Linked DNA regions of Sus scrofa: region 2 is linked to region 1. Evidence: chromatin contacts called from public HiChIP or PLAC-seq data. All regions are on one chromosome and are shown on one strand. Each heading gives the region's core, a stretch centred on a gene start, on an enhancer-like site or on the middle of the called end of the contact. The rest is flanking DNA. Distances are from core to core; before and after follow the strand shown. Region 1 overlaps LOC106505661 (a long non-coding RNA gene). Region 2 holds the start of BHLHE40 (basic helix-loop-helix family member e40).

Region 1 (4,851 bases), core at 849-3,348:
AAAGGAGATGGAGTAGGGATCCTGGAACTAGGATTTGACAAAATAATTTAGCCAATTGAATATATGTCTATAACCATTGTGTTGAACAATCCAAACCTGTTGAAAGGAGAGAACCCTAAAGTGAACTGGATTTTTTGTTTTGTTTTGTTTTTTTAAAAAATCTTCAACCATGGACTTTATACTTTCGAAATAGGCAATTCCTTCGGCAAGTATTCTCAAAAATCTTCATTTCGGGAGAACTACAAGTTGCCAAAAGGTCCCCTAGAACTAGATCTTTGATCAGTAATTGGGAGGTTGGGTATAAGGATAAGCTCTGTGGTAGGTTGAGCACAGGGTCTCTACCATAAAGAGCTCATTATTCAGGAAGTTATCAGGTGCCTTCCCATTTGCTGTCCTAAGGTAGACATAGCAGTTGAGCCGTTACTGGCTCTATCTGCCTCAGAAATTTCCACAACAGCATCCAGATACAGGCAGAATCTTGTGCACCTTACCCAGTTCAATTACTCCTTTATCAAAGTCCTTAATTTTCCATGTGGGATGTGGTAGAACAGTAAAACTGAGATCTTTCTGGCACTAAGCTCTTACCCCGTCCCTACGTCTTTTGTACTTTATTGCCAGAACTCTCAGGAGTTCTGGCAATAAAGTACAATGAAGAAATGGTATTTCTTCATTGTACAATAAATACAAATGAAGAAATGGTATTTATTTATTTATTTATTTTTTTGGTCACCATAAGTGATATACAAATCCTTATGCTCAAGAACGTAGCTTATCATTACAACTAGAACATAGATTACCATCTGCTAGATCTGCTACCCAATTAATTTTTTGGTGTTTATCCCTTCTCTCAGCTCTTGCTGTTATCTCCATAAACTAGGATCTTCTTATCCTTGTTTCCTTAATAATTCACACTGTCTCCCCTCACAGCCTATTTCCAGGGCTTCCATCTCCTCAAAAATTCAGTTTAGGCCCCACAAAGCCAAATGAAGGAAAGAAATTCTTTCAAATGTTATGAAGAAAGATGTGATTAAAAATCAATCCGTGAACAGTTACCAAGTTCTAAAAATCTTTGGGGAAGAGGGTGGCAAAGAGGAACCAGAAATTTAAGATCTCCAGTCAGTAATGCTTTTCATTATATATTCAATTCCCATTGTTCCTTAATCTTTCCCCCATTCTATATGGACAAGAAAATGAAATTTGGGGTAGAGTAGCAGATCTGGATAGTATTTGCATCCAGATACCAACCTAAAAAACTGTCCATGGGAACTCATAATCAAGCGCAGCTATCTGCTGCCAAATATGACAAATGGGGACATATATTCACTTAAGTCCTGTATCAGTAACATTCCATCTTACCAGAGGCTATGACACTTTCTTCCTAGTGTTAGAAACAACGAAAAGCTTCTAGTCCTCAAGGGAAATGTGGCTTGAGGGATCCTTGGTGTATGACACACAAAACTGACATAACACACATACTTCGTATTTCAAATATAACTTCGCGGTGTACAAATAATACCTATAATTGGGTTAAATTAATGGCAGTAGTCTAAGCATCGGTGAAGTTCTAGGCCTGCCCTGGACTAGCCTCTAGAGCAGGTTACTGCCGGTGGGTGCCCTCAGGTGAGACTTCATCTCTGGGCTTACTACTCCTACTGGGAGATGAAACTTGGCTCAGAGCGCCCTGGAGACGATCATTACTGCAGCGTGTGCCACTCTTCAGGAACCCCTGATGTTCTTACATGAAGGACTTAGTTGGGGTTCGAGTGATTTAGACATAAAATGGGAAAATCCGGAGCAGTTCTGACTTCCCTTTGACGACGCCAAAAGGGCATTGAGTGCAGCCCACGACACCCACTTTTTTCTTTTTCAGAGGAAACGCCTCCTCTCCCATCCAGACCTGCCCCGCCTCCCCGCCTTCCAAAATAACTCGCGGCCTCAGCAGCTCAACCGCGTTCTGACCCCATCCAAACCCCTACCGCGCGCACGCGCACAGAGAGAGCGGCAAAGCCCGCGGCGGGGCGGGAGGTGCAGGCGCGAGCCTAGGCTCCAGCTCTCCCTCGACGGGGCGGGGCCCCGAGGGGCGGGGCGAGAGCGAGGTCCCGCCTTGCCATTGGCGTTGGCCTGGCCAGGTGGAGGGCCAGGTGGAGGCCCGCGTGAGCAGCTGGCCCACGGGCCCACGGTCCCAAGGGCCCCTGCGCGCAGGCGCAGAGCGGGGCTGGGAGCGAAGGCGGGGGAGGGAGTGCCTGGGAATAGGCAACGTACTCCTGGCGCGGTGCCTTGCAGCTGATGGCGGGTGGGGCCGTAGAGTAGGGCTGGCCGCCGCTTTCTCCTGTGGACCGAGGCTGCTGACGGGAAAACGATCCGGGAGGGAAGCGTCCGCGCCCAGGCCCCTTTCCCTGAAAGTCTGCGGCATCTTAGAGCCGAGTAAACCAGACAGAACGTTGAAGTTCGCAGACCTCAGCCTTCGAGGCCTCTCTGCCCGCTGCCGGCTTTGAGTCCTCTGGCGTCACTTAGCCTGGCCTCGGTTTCCCCACTCTTGTAGAGGGCTTGTGGCCTGAGAGTGGCCGCGAAGAAGAGTTCACGTCACAACCACTACGTGCCTAGTGAGTTTTTTGAGCATCCAAGTCACGCCCTTGCCCTCAGGGAGCCGGGTGCCTAGTGGCGGCTCTGAGCAAGATGGAAGTTCCGCGGTGGTGTAGCGCCAGGGCCCGGAGTGCGCCCCTCCTGGTGGCTTGGCCGCACTGCCTGCGTGGGCTCCAGCCTCGGCTTCCTCATCAGCGCACAGAATGTGCTTCACAGGTAACGAGGGAGTGTGGAGTGCCAAGCGTCGTCCCTGGCACGTGGTGGGCTCACAACACGAGTTCCAGGCTTCAGTCAGTGCCAAGGGTATCTTTCAGAGCAGCCAGGAGGTCCAGAGGTGCAAACACAGACCATGCGACTCAGGGGGCATAGCTGGAGAACAGAATCCAGTTCCTCTCCGACCGGCTAGGGAAAAGGGATATGATGATTAATTGATTAAGCACACTCCCTTTGATCCTTGTCTTGCCTTAGAAAAGGCTTCCTCAGGCTTCCTTTCCCCGTCTTTTTAGTTGGTAGTGTTTTAGAAAGGCTAGGAAACATTGATTTTTCTGAATTCACTCTTACATTAAGTCCTGTTCTGATGATGAAGAAGGAAACTTGATTGATCTGCATTTGGGGCAGTTATTAGTGTACTGGATTAATTTGGAATAAACTTGTCAGTACTCAACAGGAGAGCTGGCAAAAAAGCAGATGTTCAACTGTTAGTGTGGCTCTCTGTTGAAGGCTTGAAAAATATTCGTGTTCTGTACTGTGTTAGCTTCCTGGTCTCAATAATACCCACCCCTACCTCCATTGTCACTAGGGTGGTCCTTATAAACTATTGTTAATTCTTTTTTTGAGACATTTTTGACCTTAATGTCACCTTTTCCTACCAGTAACCACTTTAAGATCCTGTTGCTGCAAGAGTTCAGGGAAAATCCATTTGTAATATTTAGAGGATGACCACACCCTGACTTCTGCAGAGTGTTGAGTAAATCAAACTAGTTTGTTGTTTTTTTTTTTTTTTTTTTTTTTTTTTTCTGGAAAAAACCTGCAGCTGAAACTGAGATTAGGAATAAAGAAAACCAGCTGGATCTTGTCCCTTAATGCCAGTGATAGTTTCTGTTTGTGGTCTGTTTGTCATTCAGCACGCTTTGGGAGAATGTGACTAGCTTTTTGTAAGCCTACCGTGGTATGCTCTACGTGATCCCTTGCATCCAAGATATGCACAGGTAACTGATTGATCCTGACCTCCTTAAGTGACTGACAGGTGGGCTGTCAGTGGGCTGCCCACAGGTAGATCCTTATTGGAAAAACTGGCCATTTGGTTGATATTATCTGTGAATAATAATTTTAGAATTTATTACTGAAAGCACATGAGGTATTCCAGGGCTTGACTTTTTCATTTATTTTCATCTTTTCATTTCTGTATTTTATACAGTTGTTATAGAATTTGTGTGCTAATGTTACAGTTTCTTGAATTTGGCTTAAAAGAGCTAGCTGTCCTTGGTCTCACTATTTCAGTTCAAAATAAATTATTTAACAGAGTATAATATGTTGAATAACTGCAACAATCATAATAAACATTGATAATGTACCATTTTCATTTAATATTTATGTTTATCATTTATATCCATTATTTTATTTCACCATTTTGAACACTGGGGAATAAAATAGTGTGTTTCCACCTCAGGAAATTTTTAACTTGGTTTTCTCTATTTTTTTTTTTTAAGAGAAAAGAATCTTCCTGAAAAGTGATGCCTTTTGTTGTGATAGAAATCTAGAATGCTTATAATGTTTCATTGAGAAGCAGTAGTCTCCTTTAACATTTTTATTGTTTTTTTCCTTTCTTTCAAATGCAGTGAAAACCTCTGTCAATGTTAGTGTGGCCCTTAGCCAAAGCCAATCATTTATTACTTTATAAAGAAGTGAAAATTTTAATTTAACACATAGCAAGTATTTAAGCTCATATACTTGCTATTGTATGACAAGGATTTTAAAACAAGGGTTTTAGACGTCAAAGGCATAGTAAATTTGTGTTTATCCTGTGCTTTGTTAAAAGTTAATTTAAAAATATAGGAAATTAGTAGTAGTAGTTAGCACTGATGGATAAAAATAAGCCATTAGACTGAGCAACATGGATTAATGATACGTGTGTGTGTATGTATATATGTATATAATGATGTATATGTATATGTATCATTGATTTACAGAATACTTTCGCTTTATCTCCTCTAATCAGTTATCCAGTATCTCTTTGGTATTGGCTTTGCTTAACCCATTGAAGAAACG
Region 2 (4,894 bases), core at 1,674-4,173, 89 kb before region 1:
ATAGCAAGATGGACAGAGACCAGATAGTCATGAGAATGAAGGAACACTGTCACCTGAAGTACGCTTATTTTCAATGATTTATACAAGGGGCAGGCATGCTGTAATCTTTAAAGGCCATTCCTCAGTCTTTCCCCTGTATTCTATCCACGATCCCCAAGAAATTAGGTAGGATCATCTTCTTATTTTCAACAAGGAAACTGGCAGAAGCACCTGCTAGGTTCTTGTGACTCTCATCATAACAGTTTGGAAAGAGGGGCAGAGAGGAAAGGAATGAGGGATTGGATAGAAGAATTTCTCCCTGGTGTGTACAATATTATCTGGAAAGAGTGAGACGAGACGTGATTGTGATTCTCTGGAAGGTGATTGTGATTCTCTGGAAGTCAGGAGAAACATGATGAAACTTCAGTGGTTTCGTGAGATTGTGTAATTCACCAAGATACCTAGTGGCTATTCAGGGAACCACATGAAATGCAGGAAAAACTCCTGCTGTCATCCTGCCAGGATCATACCACACACCATGTGATAAGGAAGTAGAGACACAGGAAAACACTGGGGCATACCCATGATTTTATTCTCCAATGAAACAGGGCTAAGAAGACTAACTGTAAAACACCCACGATGCAAATTATAGGTGCCTTGGCATTTTGAAAGGAAGGGGGGGAAAACTCCCAGAACCTAGAAACTCTTTAAGCCAAAATGCCACAGAAATATTTTACCGTTTGACTAATACGTATTCATGCCAGGTGGCACATAGCAGCCTCCCAAATGAAAAGTCTGACCTTTTAGGAAAGATAAAACAGCATCTTCCCCAGTGAATGTGCATAAGCAGTTTGTTGCAGGAATGTTTCTTATGTCAGATGTTGAGCCCACAGGCTCTCCATTTGTGCTAGAACTCTTAGGAGATAGCCAGGCTCAGGAACTCACCAGCTTGCAAACCGCTCTGCAGGGCAATGATTTTCTGTTGTTGCTGATCAATTAGGTTCGTTAGTGCTTTCACATGCTTCAAGGTAAGTTCAAGAACCACTGCTTTTTCCAAGTGACCCAAAGTCTGGAATAAAAAGAGCCTCAGTCAGCAGGGAGCTCAGAGAAGTCCCACCTCTGGGACCCTTATTAGCAATGAGAGATGTCTCTAAAGGGAAAAAAAAACAAAAACAACCTTTCCTGGTTGGCTAAATTTCATTTTAAGTTTATAGATGTTTAAAATATATATATATATAATTATTAAAAAAAAACTAGTTAAAAAACAACAAATGAGTGTCACCCATCTTTGGAGGCATTTTGGAAGCAGCAGCTACCTCAGGAGAAAGCTCTGACAGATAAATTTTTCCAGCAGCCTCTGCTGACCTTAACTCAGGGGAATCCGAAGATTACATTTCTCTGCAGTGGTGTCAACCCGAGGAAGGACTTCTACTGTGTCTGGCAGCCAAGAGGCTTTCCCTAGTTTCTTTCCTGACACCCTGTCATAACTTCCAGTTCATCTAAGTTTTTTCTTCCCCCTAAATACTTCTTTTTTTTTCCCTTTCCCCAACCAAAGGCTGTCAAGCTAGTAAGCTGTTGACCATTGCCAAGAAAGGACAGGATGTTTAAAAAAAAAAAAAAATCACACACCCAAACAAGTCCTCTCATTTTAAAAAGAGATGGGGAGGAAAGAGGTTAAGAAAAATTGCAGGTTGCTTGGTTTGCTCAAGTTAGGAAATCAAGAGAACCTTGAAAATCACCAGAACGGTGAGCCTTAAACTCTTGCAAAGGAAGGCCAGCCGGTGTTGGTGCCAACTGGAGAAATACAAACGGTTTTCACCTTATTTGCATGAGGCTGCCAGAAAATTCTGAGGACTGGGGAAGTGTACCCCAAATAGCCACCCAGCAGCTCGAATCCAGCCGTCTGGCCTGCAGTTCCCGGCGGGACCTGCAGGCGGCGAGTGACCCCCGACCGCCCTCTGGGCAAAGGAGCTGGTTTGGAGAAGGGCCAGCTTCTCACTTACTGTAAGTTTGAGATGTTCGGGGAGGAGATCCTTCAGCTGGGCGATGCACTCGTTAATCCGGTCACGTCTCTTTTTCTCGATGAGCCGGTGCGGCAGTTTGTAAGTCTCCTGCAAGGCGCACGGGGAAATGGTGGGCTCCGGAGGAGGAGGATGAGAAGCCCTTTTCCTCCCTTACCCCGCGGCGCGAGAAGAGTAGGGGCAAATGAACAGAGTCACACCCAGAACTACCTTCTTCTCCAAGCCATCCAGGCACGGACCCCGCACCTTGCATACCCCCTCCAACCTCAAAGTGAGAAAAGTTTTCTTGGGAACTCAGTGCGTGCTAGGGGCTGGGGTCCCCAGGGGTCCGGGGCCCTTACCTTGCTGTCCTCGCTCCGCTTTATTCCCCGCCTCGACTTGTACACTTGATACATGTGGGCAAAATCCATCCTGCAGGGAGAGGGACGAAGAAGGGTCGTGACTTTGCCTGCGCACCCGCTGCAGGAACCCTGGCGGGCATGAACCCGCATATGCGCCCAGAGCGATTCCGAGTTGAAAGTCGCTCAGAACGCAGGACTGGAGTTGAGGCTTGAAGGGGCCGGGGGTGTCAACTTACCCTGGTAGGTCTCCAGGCTCCAGTCCTGGTGCTTTGGGCAGGCAAGCGGGGGGCGGCTGCGCGCTGGGTATCCGCTCCATGGCGCGGCGAGCCGGGGCCACTGTGCGCTCCTGTCTGCAGTGGCAGAGAGTCCGGTGAGGACTGTCCTGGAGAGGTTTCGAGGGGTCTCTCCTCAGGAGTTCCTCTGAGTCTGAGCTCCCTGAAATCCTCCGGCTGCCCGGAGCTTCGGCTTTGAGGTGTTGCTTCAGTTGGGGGCGTGCATGGTGTCCCCGCGGCTTCTGGCTCAGGCTCTGCGCACAGACTGGCGATGTGTGCTCCCTGCGCCGTCTGCGCTGTGCGAGCCAAGTGAATGAGAAGTGGGGCGGGCGGGGAGGCGGGAGGGAGCGGGGGGGGGGCGGTTAGGGTGGAGTGGGGGGGTGGGGGGAGAACGAGCCGAGGAGTAATGGAGAGGCTGCGGGCTGGGTTAAATGGGAGCGAGTGGGTGGGTTGGAGCTACGTGTTCTACCCTGTGACTCCAGGCACGTCTGGCCGCTGCCGGGGAGGGAAGGAGCGACCTGCCCGCCCTCCCCCGGCTTCATCACATGAGTCTCACGTGTTGGACAACGCTCCCGCGGCTGCGAGGGAGCCCCCACCCCCAGCTCCGGCCCCCAGGTGTCTGCGGCTGCCTTTCCCCGAAGAGGGGGTGGCAGCGCGGCCTGGGTCCTGCCCAGCCGGGTGGGGGGCGCGGAAGCTGGAAGGGCCCGGGGAGCCGGGGGGGGGGGGCAGGGAGGGGAGGTTGGTAACGTGGGCGAACCTGCCCCAGGGAAATGAAGTAAGTTCCCGTCTCCTGGGAGGGAAGGGGGAGGACGGATCCGCCCGCCTCTGACTCAAGCCGGGAGAGGAATATCCCCTCGCTCGCTCCAGCCCAACCCGTTTCCTCCTCCCCCCGCGCGGTCCGCTCGGAGGAACCAGCGCTCAGCCGAGGGAGTCGCCCGGCCCCCCTGCCTTCCCCAGGGGCTGGGGTTTCTTTCGGTGCCGGCTTCCCTGCCCCCACCCTCCAGCCCAGAGTCCAGGAATCGCCCGACGTGGGGAGGGGCCGAGGGGCGGGGCGGATGTCACCCCATGGGAAGCGGGCTGGCAGCCAAGCGCAGGGGCAGCCGAGGCCGCCGCCGAGCACGCTCTGCGCACCTGATCCGAGAGGCTGCGTGCGGCGGGCCCCTGGCTCCCCCGGAGTTCCGCTCCCGGGCACAGCCTGAGCGCTGGCGGGCACCCACTTGCCCACCCCCCAGGGTGCTCCAGAGTACCCCCCCCCCGCGCGCCTTGGACTAGTCAAGCACAGAAAGATACCCGGCGCGGAGCCCTGCGTTCCCTCCCTTCTCTGCCCCCACCGGAGCGGAGGCGCTCGGGTCGCCTCCCCTCGGGCTGCAACGTTACACAACCGTGGCGGCGGCGCCTGCCCTGCAGCAGCGCGGGGCGTGACACTTCACGTGGCCGGAGCTCGGGCCGCAGCGTCCCCGACTTCGAGCCCCTCTGCCCAGACCGGGGGACGGAGAGCCCCGGGCCGGTGTGGCCCGCCGGAGTCTGCCGTCTCCCTCCCTCCGGGAACTTCGGCGGTGCCGTGTGGGATCCTCACCCGGAGATGGAGGAAAGGGAGAGAGACTAGGAAAAACTATCTGCCCTTCACAGTGACATCTTAGCATTCATTCATTCTACACGCATTTGTTGACTTCCCTACCCTGTGCCAGGCATTGTCCCCGTTGCTAGACACACCGTGGGGGAATCCAACGCAGATTCTGCCCTTGAATTTACAGGAACCTCTGGGAAGATAATACCTTGGGCAAGGCAGCCCTGGAAAACGATATCGGTGCCATTGGTGGACAGAGGAAAAAAAGATAAAGTGTTTTTGTTTTGGGGGGTTTCCTACTAAAAATGGTATTTAATGCTAACCAAGACGCCTGGGTAGAGGAGGGATGAGAAGTTAACACACTGCCCGGAGCTTGGGGCAGAAAGGTCTCTTCCCAGCGGCCCGAGATCTCCGCAATTTCACTTAGGTCGCCTGAGGCCCCCACCTACCTTCCCCGGAAAAGTCCGGCCTCTGTGACCTTCTAACTCAGCCTGGAGCAAGGAAAACAGCTGAAACTCCAAGCGCGCGGCGTGAGCATCGCTGATGCAGTCAGAGGAGGGAGCCAGTGGAAATTCATGACTAAAATAAGGCCTGGCTGGGGATTTCACTGACCTCTACGCTGCCCTGCCCTGCAAGTTCGGGGAGTTGAGAGATGACTGTAAGCCTTTCCCACTGCGCCTCGGGTCAGTCACCCCGCTGCTGAGTGACCTGGCT

What was found. HiChIP or PLAC-seq counts read pairs in DNA pulled down with a chosen protein or histone mark.
Region 2: a contact with region 1 is called in an H3K27ac HiChIP or PLAC-seq map of alveolar macrophages. The contact joins the promoter of BHLHE40 here to the enhancer-like site in region 1. A contact is called at or near these places in 1 of 5 promoter capture datasets (liver), 19 of 47 Hi-C or Micro-C datasets (alveolar macrophages, brain, embryonic fibroblasts and 8 more) and 2 of 2 datasets of contacts at active chromatin or transcription factors (alveolar macrophages and skeletal muscle).

The regions. Positions count from the first base shown.
Region 1 is chr13:61,436,673-61,441,523 of Sscrofa11.1, reverse strand. LOC106505661 (a long non-coding RNA gene) reads left to right here. Exons shown (of 12, transcript XR_002337646.1): 7 at 1-3,791. Among named protein-coding and RNA genes, the nearest start is that of BHLHE40, 89 kb to the left of the region's middle. Within about 2 kb of position 2,098, at least 70 of the 83 cell types and tissues checked have an H3K27ac peak or open chromatin away from gene starts, as enhancers often do. A contact at or near this core is called in alveolar macrophages, brain, liver and 5 more, where this site is marked.
Region 2 is chr13:61,526,041-61,530,934 of Sscrofa11.1, reverse strand. BHLHE40 (basic helix-loop-helix family member e40) reads right to left here and starts at 2,923. Exons shown (of 5, transcript NM_001245010.1): 1 at 2,578-2,923; 2 at 2,342-2,411; 3 at 1,983-2,090; 4 at 925-1,048. The coding sequence starts at 2,657. It overlaps LOC106505661 (a long non-coding RNA gene), which reads left to right and starts at 2,097. Exons shown (of 12, transcript XR_002337646.1): 1 at 2,097-2,271; 2 at 2,418-2,581.